Linked DNA regions of Xenopus tropicalis: region 2 is linked to region 1. The links are chromatin contacts, called in public Hi-C maps. All regions are on one chromosome and are shown on one strand. The core of a region is the stretch at or near the end of the contact, and the rest is flanking DNA. Distances in the headings are between cores, read along the strand shown. Region 1 holds the start of crabp2 (cellular retinoic acid binding protein 2). Region 2 has its middle 15 kb from the start of dnaja4.2.

Region 1 (6,300 bases), core at 1,756-4,255:
TCCCACTGCTACTATAGGCACCATCTCTCCCTACTATACCTGCTATCCCACAGCCCCAGTCCCTTCCCAGAGGCTATTATCCCCCCACTGCTACTATAGGCACCATCTCTCCCTACTATACCTGCTATCCCACAGCCCAGTCCCTTCCCGGAGGCTATTATCCCCCCACTGCTACTATAGGCACCATCTCTCCCTACTATACCTGCTATCCCACAGCCCCAGTCCCTTCCCAGAGGCTATTATCCCACTGCTACTATAGGCACCATCTCTCCCTACTATACCTGCTATCCCACAGCCCCAGTCCCTTCCCGGAGGCTATTATCCCCCCACTGCTACTATAGGCACCATCTCTCCCTACTATACCTGCTATCCCACAGCCCCAGTCCCTTCCCAGAGGCTATTATCCCCCCACTGCTACTATAGGCACCATCTCTCCCTACTATACCTGCTATCCCACAGCCCCAGTCCCTTCCCAGAGGCTATTATCCCCCCACTGCTAGTATAGGCACCATCTCTCCCTACTATACCTGCTATCCCACAGCCCCAGTCCCTTCCCAGAGGCTATTATCCCCCCACTGCTACTATAGGCACCATCTTTCCCTACTATACCTGCTATCCCACAGCCCCAGTCCCTTCCCAGAGGCTAATATCCCCCCACTGCTACTATAGGCACCATCTCTCCCTACTATACCTGCTATCCCACAGCCCCAGTCCCTTCCCAGAGGCTAATATCCCCCCACTGCTACTATAGGCACCATCTCTCCCTACTATACCTGCTATCCCACAGCCCCAGTCCCTTCCCAGAGGCTATTATCCCACTGCTACTATAGGCACCATCTCTCCCTACTATACCTGCTATCCCACAGCCCCAGTCCCTTCCCAGAGGCTATTACCCCCCACTGCTACTATAGGCACCATCTCTCCCTACTATACCTGCTATCCCACAGCCCCAGTCCCTTCCCAGAGGCTATTATCCCACTGCTACTATAGGCACCATCTCTCCCTACTATACCTGCTATCCCACAGCCCCAGTCCCTTCCCAGAGGCTATTACCCCCCACTGCTACTATAGGCACCATCTCTCCCTACTATACCTGCTATCCCACAGCCCCAGTCCCTTCCCAGAGGCTATTATCCCCCACTGCTACTATAGGCACCATCTCTCCCTACTATACCTGCTATCCCACAGCCCCAGTCCCTTCCCAGAGGCTATTATCCCCCCACTGCTACTATAGGCACCATCTCTCCCTACTATACCTACTATCCCACAGCCCCAGTCCCTTCCCAGAGGCTATTATCCCACTGCTACTATAGGCACCATCTCTCCCTACTATACCTGCTATCCCACAGCCCCAGTCCCTTCCCAGAGGCTATTATCCCCCCACTGCTACTATAGGCACCATCTCTCCCTACTATACCTGCTATCCCACAGCCCCAGTCCCTTCCCAGAGGCTATTATCCCCCCCACTGCTACACTGCCACAGCCTATCTATGGAATGTAAGGTTACTCCTTCCTGCCCTGTAACTACACTTTCTGCCTGAAGGGGGTGCAAGAGTTACAGAGCTGGGCCTCAGTTCCAAGGGATGAGTAGGTCGGATCTAGGTTGAGTTATTTGTACCAGTCATTACCATCTAAGCCAATAAAATCATCACATTTACACCATGTTTGTTATGCTTCAGAAGTAATGGGTTCCTAAGGCTGAGGAGCTGGAGGGATAGGGAGAAACTGGGAATCAGGGAAACAAGGTGAGACAATGGGAAAGGCTGGTACCATTGGATCTCCCAGCCCAGTAGAACTCCCAGCAGCCCATCCCTATTCCCCAGTAGAAGGATCAGCAGAGAAAAGTGGGACTGAGGCAGAAACAGAGAGAAGGAAAAGACTTGAGAGAAGATCAAAGTTGCAGAGAGAAGAGGAAACAATGGGGAGGAAAGGGACAAGTTGGACAGATAAATAGAAACTGGTTTGGTCAATAGGCCCCATTTGTCTCTTTATTTAATAGCTAGCTGGATCCTCCAATAGGGCGCCGGTATTCAACTGGGCAGGCGGTTAATCACCAACTAGGGGTGGGGCCAGAATTACAATTTTACCAGCAATGTAACTACCATGTGTAACACCCTACATATCCTTCCCTTCCCTGACCCTCTCTGCTACAGTATTACTCCTTATAAGTACAGACCCGCCCCTTCCCCCGCCCATTTCCCCACCCTAAAACATCATTGCCCCGCCCTATGTTATGCCTCCACCTACTCCCCTGGCCCAAAAAGAGGGTGGCATCCCTCCCTTCAAGCAACACCCCAAAACTATAAGGTGTGTCATTGCAAAATATCAGTCCCATTTGTCATGATTATCACCCACAATGCATTGTGGCAACATAGTCACTTTAGGGGTATGAGTAAGCTGGGAAAAAAGGGGAGTCCCTGGGGGTGCACCATGCAAAGGAACCCTGGGAATACTAACTGCCCCAGGCAAGGGGTAATAGCAGGGTTAACCCATGTTGTACCCGGGGCTGGCACAGACCATTCAGGTAATTAGGGTTCCATAAGAGTAATAAGGAGCAGATATAGGTGCAAGCACCTTTGCTGGGGGTATAACTGGGTGCAGTACTGACACCCTATCTGCCCCCATTGCCCGGAGCCTGGGAATGATCCCTGTGCTGTTTTGTATTGGTTGCAGGACCAGATTCCCCTTTGTTCTTTGCACTTCCTGCTCACATTATTTGTATTATTACAGGATTATGGGGTTTTGCACATTTCCCATAAAACTGGGGATTCCGTGCCGGAGGGAAGGGGTAGAAAATGTTAAAAAGGGTTATTTTTCATTGGGGGGGGGGTGAGTTGTTGGATTAATCAACAGGTGGGACTGCAGAGAGGGGTGTTGGAGCCCTCCCCGGGGCAGCAGGGGGGATGCTGTATTACAACAGGAGCAGCAGACAGACAGGGGGGGGGGGGGGGGGCAGTATATATAGAGAGAGCCAGCAGAGCGCTGCATTAGTCCAACCTGAGAGGCACACAGGGAGTGCAGCAGTGAGTAAGCGTCTGGCTCAGCCGTGCCCATACCAGGGAACTAGAGCCCGACCCAGGGAGCAACCCAGCACCGTGGTACCAGCCGGACACCCCAATACCCCCTGTGACCCCCTTCTATCCCAGCCAACATGCCCAACTTCTCAGGACACTGGAAAATGAAACAGTCGGACAACTTTGAGGAGATGCTGAAGGTTTTGGGTGAGTCTGGTACTGGCTGGGCGGGCATCTTTATGGGCAGGGGGGTATTGGCTTGGCGGGCATCTTTATGAGCAGGGGGTATTGGCTGGGTGGGCATCTTTATGGGCAGGGGGGTATCATCTAGGCAAGCAGGGTGCCATCTGGGCAGGAACGTTACCCCCATTCTGGGTCCTATCGTTGTGCCACCAACACTGAATGGAATGGGAGAAAAGAAACAGCTGCCCCATTAAGTCTCTCTGATATGGCTTTACATCTGCACTAAGCTTCTTACTGTATTGATGGGTCCCTACCACCCCTGCTGAGAGGCCGTTCCATTTTCCTACGGAATACTCCTACCACTGACTTCTTCATCACTCACAAACCCAAAACATGTATGTACCTGCCAACATCTGTGTCTCATCTCTCCCAGTATATACGGCAGCGGGGGCAACAAACCGTATACACGTGCACCTACCTCCTATCCATTCTGAGACATATGGGCACCTACCTCCTATCCATTCTGAGACATATGGGCACCTACCTCCTATCCATACTGAGACATATGGGCACCTACCTCCTATCCATACTGAGACATATGGGCACCTACCTCCTATCTATACTGAGACATATGGGCACCTACCCCCTATCCATACTGAGACATATGGGGACCTACCTTCTATCCATACTGAGACATATGGGCACTTACCTCCTCTCCATACTGAGACATATGGGCACCTACCCCCTATCCCTTCATACTGAGACATATGGGCACCTACCCCCTATCCCTTCATACTGAGACTTATATGCACCTACCCCCTATCCCTTTATACAGAGACTTATGTGCACCTACCCCCTATCCCTTTATACAGAGACATATGTGCACCTACCCCCTATCCCTTCATGCTGAGACATATGTGTACCTACCCCCTATCCCTTCATACTGAGACATATGGGCACCTACCCCCTATCCCTTTATACTGAGACATATGGGCACCTACCCCCTATCCCTTTATACAGAGACATATGTGCACCTACCCCCTATCCCTTCATGCTGAGACATATGTGCACCTACCCCCTATCCCTTCATGCTGAGACATATGTGCACCTACCCCCTATCCCTTCATACTGAGACCAAGTGCACCTACCCCATATCCATTCATACTGAGACATATGGGCACCTACCCCCTATCCCTTCATACTGAGAAATAAGTGCACCTACCCCCTATCCCTTCATACTGAGACATAAGTGCACCTACCCCCTATCCCTTCATACTGAGATATAAGTGCACCTCTCCCCTGAAGCCATAGAAATCTATCCTGGTGACCCCAATATACCTACACGTGCCACTGATTGGCATTTAATCTACATTTCTCCCTGGGGCACAGGGGTGATTGCCTCCCCCACCCCAGGAGCAATATGGCAATGCTGAGGGTGCCCCAGATTAGCAGACTAAGCGCACTACATAGATATGATAGCAATCTATCAGCACCCTCCCCAACTGGCACCCCCCGCTGGGCCTATAAATATAGGAAGCCGTGTCACATTGCCGCCACTTAGCTCTCAGGCAGGGACACGTATTCCTTTTCCCAACGTGAGAGTCAGACATAGGGTTTGGGATTTACAAACTGAACTACAATTCCCAGCATGCTCTGCTGCCAGCTAGACACTCATACCCATGACTCTCTATTGATTCTGGCTGACTGAGGCTGCTGGGAGTTATGCTTCAGAACTGTTGGCAACGCTTCTCGTTGGGTCTATGATTTATAGAATAGAGATACCCCAATGTTATAAACAGGCAACAGTTACTCTCTATAAGATTCTATACAACTCTATGTACCCTTGTTAGCAGTTACACACCCAGCGTGGCACTGACTGGTAAAATCAATATACAGGGGATCCCAAGTCCCATCAAACTCCAACCCATATTGCACATAGCATACGTACTAACTGAGATATTCTGTGGGGGTGCTTGTTGTTTGTTTGGGGGGTATTATTATAATTGTTACTGGTCTAATAATTCTTATTAATCAATCAGATTTCCATCTGCTGATTGGTTACTGCTTTATGACATCATGAATGTTAAACTATTGTAAAGATGTTACGGAGTGGAAAAGAGCATTTATACAAGGCAGAAGGGGCAGAAGGGGGCGGTAGTGTGCATAGTGGGGTATATACCCCTTGATGTGGCTGTATCGCTGGTGATGAGAATGTGGTCATTTATATAATCAGCTTGAGGAATGGTCAGGATCTGTAAATGGTGGGAATAAAAAGTCTGCGTTGAATGGAAGCTGTGCAGAACTGCAACCCCTACCATCTGTTGGCATATAGGCAATTCTGAAAGCTTGCTGGGAGCTGGGGCTCTTAGTGCTCCTCCAAACTCACTATCAGGGTGAAATGGTGGATCCCGACATCTGCAAAATCCCATGCAGGAGTCCGATTTGGTGCCAGGACTATTCCCAGAGGCCCATTTACGTGCCGAAAGAGAATACCCCCTACATTCTCTCCATTGTCTATAGGAAAACAAGCTTCTCGTGTTGGTATCTGCCCAATATATGGACGTTCACCTTCATATTGGTCTTCACTGAAATACGCCCCCCTAGCATTTTGCCCCAGTGTGGCTTTACCCAAGGTTTGTGCCAATGCTCCCTCACAGATGATCTAACAAACAAGTCTCAGTAGTTGTGTGCACTTGTGTTTAACCTGTGGCTATAATCCATTCCCATTCTATCGATAGGGCTTGCACCCAGCTAAGCTGAATCCATGATGGACCATACCAAAAGCCTTAACCGGGGGTTAGAAGTAGATCTCCTGTGAAAAGTATCTTTACAGTAAAGGACTTTTGTTGCTGCATGTAATATAATTATTATCATTATGTTTAATGCTAGGTCATCCATTTTATGTTCTAGTGAGATAAACGAACTAATAAGAAATGTGAGGCAAAGCGATTAAACTGCAGTCCCGGGTTACCTGTATGGGCAGCTCAAGCCTTTACAGAGTGCGTTCAAATAGGAGGAGGGGCTGGAACTATTATCCCTCTGCCCCCAGGCCTGTAGCCCTTATTAGGCAGAACTAACCCACTAATTGCACATATCCTGGAAG
Region 2 (6,300 bases), core at 2,545-5,044, 47 kb after region 1:
AATCGTTTGGTTCCTCTCTGCCTTTCAGCGGAATGTGACCCCCATGGCAGCCCCTACAGTGACACAATGATTATGGCTGCCCGGGTCAGCAGCGACCAGTTACATGCTCAGCATTGTGGGGCTGTAAAACTAAACCCCGTGAGAAGTCATGTAGGTCATGTAGGTCAAGGCCAAGAGGTGAGGGGGGAATGCAGAATAACTGCCCCCCACCCTTCCAGAGGTTACAGATATATAGAAACATTGGGGTAACAGTCACCCTGCTATAGTTCCAGGGGTACCCAGGGCACAAATAAGCACTCACCCCAAATCCCCCCTAACTGGCCTTCAGGCTGGGCCCCCTTAGCCCATAACAAGGTTACAGATATATAGAAACATTGGGGTAACAGACACCCCGCTATAGTTCCAGGGGTACCCAGGGCACAAATAAGCACTCACCCCAAATCCCCCCCTAATTGGCCTTCAGGCTGGGCCCCCTTAGCCCATAACAAGGTTACAGATATATAGAAACATTGGGGTAACAGTCACCCTGCTATAGTTCCAGGGGTACCCAGGGCACAAATAAGCACTCACCCCAAATCCCCCCCCCCTAACTGGCCTTCAGGCTGGGCCCCCTTAGCCCATAACAAGGTTACAGATATATAGAAACATTGGGGTAACAGTCACCCCGCTATAGTTCCAGGGGTACCCAGGGCACAAATAAGCACTCACCCCAAATCCCCCCCTAACTGGCCTTCAGGCTGGGCCCCCTTAGCCCATAACAAAGTTACAGATATATAGAAACATTGGGGTAACAGTCACCCCGCTATAGTTCCAGGGGTACCCAGGGCACAAATAAGCACTCACCCCAAATCCCCCCTAACTGGCCTTCAGGCTGGGCCCCCTTAGCCCATAACAAGGTTACAGATATATAGAAACATTGGGGTAACAGTCACCCTGCTATAGTTCCAGGGGTACCCAGGGCACAAATAAGCACTCACCCCAAATCCCCCCCTAACTGGCCTTCAGGCTGGGCCCCCTTAGCCCATAACAAGGTTACAGATATATAGAAACATTGGGGTAACAGTCACCCTGCTATAGTTCCAGGGGTACCCAGGGCACAAATAAGCACTCACCCCAAATCCCCCCCTAACTGGCCTTCAGGCTGGGCCCCCTTAGCCCATAACACGGTTACAGATATATAGAAACATTGGGGTAACAGTCACCCCGCTATAGTTCCAGGGGTACCCAGGGCACAGGCCTGAGCCATTGCACACCCAGTTCAGCAAAAGACTTTTAACCAGCTGGCTTTTGTTTCAGGAGTCAGAACCAGCAGTGCAGACAAATAGAGAGATGGAAGCTTCCTATAGGGACAGGCCCTTACAAGTCACACAGAGCGCTGCTGACTGTACTGAGTTCATGGAAACTGATAGTCAAACAATGAATGTGATGTGTCAGTAGTGAGCCAGACGCACACACCCAGTTATACCTACCTACCCCGGGGCACCCCCAGCCATGCCCCGTCCCCATACTGCCCCTGCTGGTGAGCAGGCAGCGAGCGATTAGAGATGGAGAAACCCGCCATTGTTTGTCCCCAGCTGTTCTGGCCGCATTTAGCAGAGGAAATGGCCGGGATGTGTGAATAACTTAGCAGCCCCTTGAGAATGGTATATGGCCCCCGGCAATAAACTCCCGGCACTCGCCCATAAAGCTTCCCCCCTATAAGTGTAGACACAAGTGTGTGCGCAGGTGTCAGCTCTCCGGTCCAAGGCTGGACCCTGAGAAAGTAACCCTTCCACAGCCATATCTGCTGCCCCTCCATTATTATTACTTGCAACTGCCGCTCTATGGGGCCCCACTACATGCAGGATCCAGGGGGCAATAGCTCCTATCTGCTCTGCCGGCATTGTGCCTTGTAAAACAGTTGCCCAGATCCTGGGTGTGTATCTGGAATCCCTGCCATAAAGCAAGTTGCTACTGCTGTTTTCTCTTAGAAAAGATATGACCCTCTTCCTCCCTTCTACAATATTACTTGTCACTCTGAGGCTTGAGTAAATGATGTAACTATTCTGTCCAGATGGGATTAGGTGGCAGTTTATGGTGTGGGGCAGCAGTTGGTATGGGGGGGGGGGTCATTAAACGAGCCCTAGAGGGGCAAATAAATGGTAGTTGGAGTTGCAGTTCTGTTAGGAGTTACTTTGGAGTTGTAGGATTCAGTGGCAGAACTATAGAGAAAGCAGAACCCGGGGCTGCTGGGGGGACAAGGTGTAAGGGGCCCAGTGGTCCCTAACTGCCAATGTTTAGGGGCCCTAAAATGATGCTGTGGGGCCCAGTCACTTCTAGTTATGCTGTCTACATAAAAAAATGCTATTGGCTGCCAATGAGGTCACATGTGCCGGAGCAGGCAGTTTATTGGACCAGGTATGGGGCTGAATAATATCTGTTTGCGGTTCAGGAATGCTGGGAAATTGCCCAAGTGGGCACTTTTGGGTGCCTGGCACAGTACCAGTCACAATGCCCCCTGTGCCAAATATCCAGCAGCGGCACTTTTCATACTGAAAATGTTCTTGGCTTCCCACTCCAGCCAATAGGGGGCAACAGGGAGCACTTTGGGGAAGTTTTAAGACAGTTTGTAGGGTTCATTTACTGGCGCCACTTGCCATGGTCAATGCGGGATTCTGTGCCAGTCATTCATGGTACTGGCATCTAAAGCTTTTGTATAGCTTCTGCCTCCCCTCCTGCCGGCCCCTAGTCCGTGCTCCCTTGCCCCTGCCGCTTGTCATTGTGCGTGCCCCCCCCCCGACATCCCACGGGGGTAAATTAAAATAAAAATATCATACAATCAAGTGTATGGATCATTCAACCAGACTGGGGGCCATAAAAATGCCTTGGAGGGCCACATCCAGCTCACAGGCCTCCAGATGGACAGTCCTGTTCTAACGCATCAACCCCAACAGCATCAGACACATTGCCACGTTGAGCCTGCAATTATGGGGGGGGGGGGGGTAAAAAGCATGGCAACTTGCACTCACAGTTGCACTTTGCACACTGCACTTGTATTAGTAAATAAATCCTAGGGCTGTGATACGGGAGGGGGGGCAAATTTGAGCAATGTCGGTGCTGGACCCCCTCCCCCACAACAAAATCTTCCAAAAGCCCCCAACCCCATTACCTCACAGCCTCAGGTCCCCCCCCCGCCTCCCTTTCCACTCTCAGGTAGGAGAACAACTGGGGGGAGTGGGATTTCTACACAATTATAGGGGTCTGGGCCCCCTCGTTCCTGAGGGGTCTTCTTGTTCTTCTACAGTTACCCCATTGGGTGTCCCCCCACTGTTCCGTAGCCCGTTGGGGGGAGGAGTCCACTCTCAGAATCCCCTATCCATCCGTTTGAATGGGAATATCCAGCAAGAGCAATTTATTGATCAAATCAATCATTTATTGATAAAGTCAGTTATTTGTTCCACTCAGTTTCTGTACCAAACTGCCAACTCGTTTGCCTAAGCGCTCACTGGCCTGATTCTCTGACCCACCCCCCCCTGGGATCCTTATCAATTAATGGGATAATTGGCTGTGTGTGCCTGCGGGCAATGGCAATTAGGGGACTAATGTCTCACAAATGAAGCTCATCTGCATTGTATCTGAATGGCTCTCTCTAAAGTCTCCGGCCAGCAGGGAAGCCCCCCATCTCTCCCACTATAATCCCACTCATGCCAAAGGCAAACAGCATTAGCTGAAAGCGAGCTGGGCCGGCTGGGGAGCGGGGTTGGCTATCATTGTGCAAATGGGCCAATCAGAATATTTACCCTCCTGGAACAGAGCGGCTAAATGCTTTCTGAGCTCATTAGCAGGTGTTCCTTTAATGGGATTTATCTTCTCTGCTAAAGGTTTTCTCTACCCCCCGGGGAGCTGCGATGCGGCCACAATGGCCAAGGAGATAAGGCTCGGGCTACGCCCTGGGTATTTGTTAGGACTTGTTCCCACTGAACACTTTAGTCACACAACACACACACCGTCCAAGTAGCTCAAGGCGCCATTACTCTTAGTCACATGACACAGGAGGCGCATTCTCCACCATTTCACCACCATTTTTCAGCCTGACCATGGCTGCCCACATTAATACCATTTTGGGAGCTCAAGATCTTTCCGACACTGAGGCCTGTCTGTCACTGCTCTCCATTAAATTATGATCAATAACAGGCAGTTAGGCCACCACTTACTGCCCGTTAATGCCCTACGTTGCATTACCCAAATGCCTTCTGATCTTGAAGGATATCTGCCAGTGCCCTTGGCCTTTATCTACCTGAGTATGCCAATACCCTGCTAATGACCCACCCAAGCCCCATCCCCCTATATTAGCCAGAAATTGCAGGACTTTAAAGGGGAACTAAAGCCTAAAAATGAATTTGGCTAGAAATGCTATGATTTATATACTGCACCAGCCTAAAGTTCCAGCATCTCTTTAGTAGTAATGATCCAGGACTTCACAGTTGTCACTGGAGTTCCCCATCTTCGATTCTGTTAGAGGTGTCAGTGGCACTGCACGTGCTCAGTATGATCTGGGCCAGAAGGGGCCCCGACGCTCACACAATTTATGTAACTTGTGCAAAAACTTACATTACTTTCAAAGAAACTTATGTAACTTACACAGGGATGGACTGGGGGGGTGCAGGGCCCACCAGGGCTGCCGCCCCAAGGGCCCCGCACCCCCCAAGTTGCCACATCCCCCGCAGGGGCCCCCGCCGCAGCGCACCCCTAACCCCTCCCTTTCAAAGAAACTTACGTAACTTACACAGGGTCAGACTGGGGGGTGCAGGGCCCACTGGGGTTGCAGCCCCAGGGGCCCCGCACCCCCTAAGCTGCCTTGTCCCCCGCAGGGGCCCCTGTCTGACAACCTCCCATGAACGCGCACATGTGAAACGCGTCAGGGGAGGACATTGGAGGCCAGAGGAAGCGGCAATAGGGTCGGGTCTGGGCCGCTGGGGCCCTCCAAGCCCGGGGCCCACTGGGTATTTTCCTGGTGTCCCGGTGTCCCAGTCCGACCCTGAACTTACATATAAACTCCACTGACCCCCTGATTAAAATACTGACTTATTAGCACATTAATTCTGTTACTGTTTTTATGAACTACTACTGATTGGTTATCGGGCCCCACAGCAATATCATTGGGCCCCTGAACTTATGCAAAAACGTATGTAACTTCCATGCCAAGCAATGACAGCGCAGAGCAGGGGCAGGTAGGTGGGAAAGGGTTAAACTTAGGGCCAACTCCACTGACCCCCTATAAACTAAGGGACTTATTAGCACATTAATCAATGGAACACTTTATATGAACGGCTTATTATAGAGTAACAGCAGCTGGTTATATTGCACACACAAGGGGTGTAGACAACATTTTGATACTATGGGGGGCCCCATATAAATAACCAGAGGGGCCGCAACGTTTCTGCTGGAGGCCCTGCCACTGAGACAAGGGCAGTGCCAGTATAAAGGCGGCTCAGTGAGATTTAGGGCAGATGGAACAAAGAGACGGTGCAAGAGTGAATAGACCCGATTCCGCCGATAAGCGCTGAAAATGCGTGGGGCATAGAATTCTATGCGACTCTGGGCAGGAATGCTCTGGGGGAGCTACGGTTTCCCCGCGTTGGATAATGACCCTTTCTCTCTCGCTAGCGTCAGGGCGGAACCTGTGCCCTCTTATCGCACCCGCTTTGTTCCCCTTTGAAGCGTCAGCCTGGAGACAAGGTGCGAGTTACGGCTGCCACCGACCCCTGGAAGCCAGCTGGCTTGTAACGCTTGTGCTGAGTGGCGCTTCTGCCTCAGGTGCCACCCTATCACCATGGCATGCTGGGTAAATGGAAGCATTTAGGGTTAAATATATGGCATTCTGTGCTATGAATGGGCTCTTCTGTACCTGGCACAGCAGAACTGATCTGTATTAACGTGAATAAACAGCGCCATCTGTTGGCAGAGAGTGGTACAAGGATCAGCCATTGATTTCAGATGAGGGTACAGTAAGTGGCGCAGAATAAAAGGCATATTTGTACATCTGCGTATTTCATACTTGCGCTTTAAATGGTCAGTTCCATATTGAAATGTAATTGTCAGCCCATAAAAAGGCATAAAAAAAGACGATTGGATGAGTTTGGCGTATATATTACCCCTAGCCCCGATCTCCTTAATCTCCTCCATATGGAAAGAACATCTTCGTAGCACAATAGGCAGCCAGTAAAGATCCATAATCCGTCTTTAGTTCTTAGTTATAGTTTTAGGGAAAGAATGTCCAGATACCCCCCCCCTCTTCTATTCCAATGTTACACTTCTTTT

Evidence for each region. A called contact is a pair of places that touch in the nucleus more often than the background predicts.
Region 2: a contact with region 1 is called in a Hi-C map of gastrula embryo, with 7 times the contacts expected there. The contact joins the enhancer-like site here to the promoter of crabp2 in region 1. A contact is called at or near these places in 4 of 5 Hi-C or Micro-C datasets (brain, gastrula embryo, neurula embryo and 1 more).

Annotation. Positions count from the first base shown.
Region 1 is chr8:132,422,671-132,428,970 of UCB_Xtro_10.0, forward strand. crabp2 (cellular retinoic acid binding protein 2) reads left to right here and starts at 3,006. Exons shown (of 4, transcript NM_001006862.1): 1 at 3,006-3,221. The coding sequence starts at 3,152.
Region 2 is chr8:132,469,352-132,475,651 of UCB_Xtro_10.0, forward strand. No RefSeq gene overlaps it. Among named protein-coding and RNA genes, the nearest start is that of dnaja4.2, 15 kb to the right of the region's middle. Within about 2 kb of position 3,795, at least 5 of the 11 cell types and tissues checked have an H3K27ac peak or open chromatin away from gene starts, as enhancers often do. A contact at or near this core is called in gastrula embryo and neurula embryo, where this site is marked.